Regions from separate parts of the Gossypium arboreum genome. Here region 2 is linked to region 1. The links are chromatin contacts, called in public Hi-C maps. All regions are on one chromosome and are shown on one strand. Each heading gives the region's core, a stretch centred on a gene start, on an enhancer-like site or on the middle of the called end of the contact. The rest is flanking DNA. Distances are from core to core; before and after follow the strand shown. Region 1 holds the start of LOC108460862 (callose synthase 12-like). Region 2 overlaps LOC108460703 (leucine-rich repeat extensin-like protein 5).

Region 1 (2,509 bases), core at 7-2,506:
TCGACACCTTTAAAAATATTTGCTGATTTTGATTAGCTTCCTTTCATTTATGAATAAACACAATCTGTGTTGTTATATAGATTCAAAATATTAGGATTAAATAAATAAATAAATATAAATAAGAATAAAAGATGAAGGTAGGACCATTGTGAAATAATTTGTAGTTTGCTTGACGTCTTCTTCACCTTCAAAATTGGAATTTTTATATATTTTGGTTTAAGGCAATTGAAAAAGGGGTGTCCCTTTCAATTTCCCCTTTTAGGAAAGTGTGTTTGCAGCTCAATATCTGAAAATACACCCATAACCGAAAGGACCTTTATTTTTATTATCATGAAAGAGTCAAATTTTCCAAAAAGAGTTTAAAAATAGAAATGTTATCTCATATTAATTTTTGTGAATTTTTATCTTGAATATTTTTATATGACATGTAAAATAAATAGTGTCATATTAATATGAAGCACATGGGGATTATTATATAGATTGTCATGCCAACCAAATTAAAAACTTAATGTTTTAGTCAATATTTAAAAAAAAAAATTTAATTCTTTTAAAATATTAATAATTAAATTTAATTTAAAAATAAAAAAAAGTGTTAAATTGATAAAAGATATAAACGATGAAATTCTACTTGTATTTTTTATGATTATAATGTATTTAATGTATTAAATATTAAATTTTTCGCTGTGAATTCAGATAGATTTGAGGCTTGACCACATTATATGTTTGTATTTTATGGATTAAGAGCAATTTAAGTATTATAATTTATATTCAAAATTTCGGTAAAAGTACTATAAAAGTTTTTGTACTAAGAGTTAGATTAAATAGTAAATTGATTATTTTGTTAAAAATTTTATCTATTTGTATTGTCAAAAAAAATGGTGTGGCTGATGAAATAACCGGATAGTGATATGATGCATGCAACGTGTACATCATACTAATATACATGAACTAGTTTTTAATTGTAGAAATAGATAAATTTACTCTTTGATCTAATATACAGGGACTAATTTACTTATTTTTGAATAAAATAAACAAAATACAATTTGACACTCAAATTTTGTTAGTTTAAAATTAAGTGCGTTTAAATTTAAAAAAGAAATATGTGCGTCTAAATTTATTCTTACAACATTAAACCAGCACTGGTCATTTCCATATAATCCAACTTCTCTAAACAAACAAAGAAACTATTAAATGATTTTTAAAACAATCAAATGAATTAAATGTAACTTATAATTTACTCAAATTATATTAAATGAATTTATTTAATGACAAAGCTTATTAAATGAGTTTTTAAAAAAAAAGCTTTAGAAAGCCGCTTAATACGCATATTTAAGATCTATTACTAGTAGTATCTTCCTTTTCAATAAAAGGAAAAGAAAAAACTGAAGTTGCCACCTTTTCTCCTGCAACTGAATCTCCAAACTCTAATTTCAAAATTTCCATTTTTTATTTGATAGAATGCCTCGCCGTTACCGCCCCGGGTCTAAGTCGGGTCGGACCCGGACCACTCCACCTAAAGATGAACCATACAACATAATACCTGTCCACAACCTCCTCGCCGACCATCCTTCTCTCCGTTTCCCCGAAGTACGAGCTGTTGCTTCTGCTCTACGCGTGGTTGGAGATCTACGACTACCACCTCATGGACAATGGCATCCTGCTATGGACCTCCTGGACTGGCTAGCTCTCTTCTTCTGTTTCCAGCACGACAACGTCAAGAACCAGAGGGAACACCTCGTCCTCCACTTGGCCAACTCTCAGATGCGGCTATCCCCTCCGCCAGAGAATATTGACACTCTCGATGCCGGTGTACTTCGTACGTTCCGCCGAAAACTCCTCAAGAACTACACTAACTGGTGCTCTTATTTAGGAAAGAAATCAAACGTATGGATCTCCAAAAGCTGCCACTCTAACTCTGATCACCGCCATGAATTACTGTACGTGGGGCTTTATTTGTTGATCTGGGGCGAATCTGCAAACCTCCGGTTCATGCCTGAATGTATCTGCTATATATTCCATCACATGGCCATGGAATTAAACAAGATTTTAGAAGATTACATTGACGAAAACACTGGCCAGCCTGTTATGCCGTCGTTATCGGGAGAAAATGCATTTTTGCACTGCGTGGTAAAGCCGATATACGAGACTGTAAAGGCGGAAGTTGACAATAGCAAGAATGGAACGGCGCCACATACTGCTTGGAGGAATTATGATGATTTGAATGAGTATTTTTGGAGTAAGAGATGTTTTAAGAAACTCAACTGGCCGCTTGACGTGGGCAGCAAATTTTTTGTTACTTCCAGTAGAAGTAAACATGTTAGGAAAACTGGTTTCGTTGAGCAAAGGTCATTTTGGAATCTTTACAGGAGTTTTGATAGGCTTTGGGTGATGCTGTTTTTGTTTCTTCAAGCTGCCATTATTGTAGCGTGGGAAGAGAAGGGGTATCCATGGCAAGCATTGACAAGTAACAATGTTAGAGTTAAGGTTTTGACAGTATTTATTACTTGGA
Region 2 (2,509 bases), core at 7-2,506, 35 kb before region 1:
TAAAAAAGGTGGGTTTTTCTAATGTATATGTTGGGAGGGATATGAGTATTTGTATGTTACCTCCTGCTAGAAATTGTATGTGACCCTGTTGTATCCTAGTACTCGTGGTGATGCTCTTGGATTTCACACTCGAATTCTAGTAACCCTTTCACCGCAAACTTTGTCTTAAAGCCGGCTGTCAGTTTGATAGATCAACTGCTATATTTGTCAGTCCAAGCTTTATTTCCCTTGAAACAATCTGTTGTGTGGATAAAAAATGGAATTTACCAGAGATGCCAGGTGGAAGTTGAGATTCACTCTTTTAAGTTAATTATTAAATAGTGAGTTCTTTAAAAATTATTTAAAATTTTACAAAATAATAAAAAGTTCAAACAATTTTAAAAACAAATTTAACAAAAACTAAACATATATATATAATTAAAAAAAAAATATAGACTGTGACTAGCATTAATGATCGTGGATCAATGTTGCCTTACAGGCGAAATTTGTCGAGGTTGATAGTCTGTAACTTTTGATTTTATTTATTTATTTATAAATTTACATTTTCAATATACTTATTAATTTTTAAATAAATTTTTATTTTATTTAATTTTCTAGAATTTAGCTAAAATTTTAATTTTTATATTATTGAATTTTGTATAATTTTGTGAAATTTTAAATAATTGGTATATATACTTGAAATCTACATGGATAGCTTCAATTAATGACACGTATAACGTCTCTAGAAATAATCAAGGCAAACCCGACAGCCTATACAGCTATCATGCATTGGGAAGCAAATAAATAAAGGAGCATATACAAGAAAAGGACATCACCCTTCTTCCACTCCCTTCTCTCTTCTTTACCTAAGGACAACATGCTATGGAATGTCGATTTTTCGTCAACTTTCATCACAAAGCATCAACCAACCAAATCTAGACCACAAGATCAACAGAAAGAATAAAGGCAGGATCACCTTCAATGGCGGCCCAAACACTGAAAGGTACTTCTTCAACCCAAAATTGAGTGCCTTTACTGTTCAACCAAACACTTGTCAATTGGTGAGCCACCTCGTTTGCCACGTAGAACTTATAGTTGATCGTTCTTCCTTTGTTGATATGAGGCTTTACATTAGTTGTTGCATCGCCTTCCAACATAATCCTCTAAAAACCCGTCACCAAAGCGAAACCGAGAGCTTGAACACTAGCTAGATGTTTTCGTTCTTCCTAGCACACGAACCCATCACCATACCATCATTATCCCTAATAACCACTCCCGTACTTGAGATTATCTAGAAGCAAAATTGAATCCGGGTGCCTTCCATTGTTCATAGATTTCACCTGGACTAGCATTAGAAGGGAGATGGAGCGTTTCCAGTTCTTGTAAATGCCTCCGTAAAAACGTAATAATGTCATGTTCCTTTTGCTTTATACCCTCATGATCTAATATATTCCTGGCATACCAAATTCCCAAAATCGCTACAATAATCGTATTGCATTCAGGGGCGAAACCAGGGGGGGGGGGGGCAGGCATGGCCCCGGCCCCCCCTAAAATGGGAAATTTTCATTTAGGCCCTTTAAATTTTTTTAAAATTTTAAATTAGTAAAAATAAAATTGCACTTTGGCCCCTTAAAATTATAAAAATTCAATTTAATCCTTTAAAAATTATAAATATATAGACTATAAAAAATTAAAATTTCCTTCGGCCCTCAAATTTTTTTCTGGCTTCGCCCCTGATTGCATTTCAGTTCAGCATATCGTTCAAAGAGTAATTCTATCCACTCCATCATACTCTAATTTGCATGAGCTGCTGGCCAAGTAATCCCAAGCGAACCACGAACGTTTCTGGCAAAAACAGTCTCGCACAACATGTTGGACTGAACGTTTCTGGCAAAAACAGTCTCGCACAACATGTTGGACTGTCTCAACATTAACATCTTGGACATATATTCGAGGCAACAACTCTCATAGCACGTAGGTTGGATAGTATAGGAGTGAAATTCAAGAAAAATTTCCTACTTGTAATTTTAATCTTATCTAGGACCGTAAGTTTCCAAAGCTTTTTGTAAAAATTGATAGTACTAGGGAGCAAGTTGTGGAATTTGGAGCTTGTTTCCCTGATTGTAACATCTGATATCCATTGTGTACTGTATAGTCCCCTATTTTGTCTCGGCCACAAAAAGTCATGTCCTTCTGGTCAGAGTGCAGCAGTAGAGTGCACTTGATCCAGTCACAGTCAACAGCATCAAACAAGGTAACCGATATATCTTGTTTCCATTCCTTAGTATTGCTGTCAATTAAATGTGCAACCTAGTAAACTTCATTGCTGATTCGTGGTGATTGAATTTTTCCAGTTCCTTCACCCGGTAGTCAAGCATCGTCCCAAATTAAAATACCTTGTTCGAAACCAATCCTTCTCTGCGTGCACACCATATTCCCCTCCAATTGAGGGAAGGGCAAGCCTAGATTGCAAAAAGTTCCCAGTGGGAAAATACTTTGCTTTAAGCAATCTCGCAACCAAAGAAGTAGG

What was found. Hi-C and Micro-C count contacts between places; a contact is called where the count stands out from the background.
Region 2: a contact with region 1 is called in a Hi-C map of leaf, with 3 times the contacts expected there. The contact joins the enhancer-like site here to the promoter of LOC108460862 in region 1. A contact is called at or near these places in 3 of 5 Hi-C or Micro-C datasets (all in leaf).

What each region holds. Positions count from the first base shown.
Region 1 is chr4:114,902,336-114,904,844 of ASM2569848v2, reverse strand. It overlaps LOC108460862 (callose synthase 12-like), which reads left to right and starts at 1,256. Exons shown (of 2, transcript XM_017760554.2): 1 at 1,256-2,509. The coding sequence starts at 1,459.
Region 2 is chr4:114,936,863-114,939,371 of ASM2569848v2, reverse strand. LOC108460703 (leucine-rich repeat extensin-like protein 5) reads left to right here. Exons shown (of 4, transcript XM_053026522.1): 4 at 1-158. Among protein-coding and RNA genes, the nearest start is that of LOC108460703, 5.1 kb to the left of the region's middle. Within about 2 kb of position 1,256, at least 2 of the 2 cell types and tissues checked have an H3K27ac peak or open chromatin away from gene starts, as enhancers often do. A contact at or near this core is called in leaf, where this site is marked.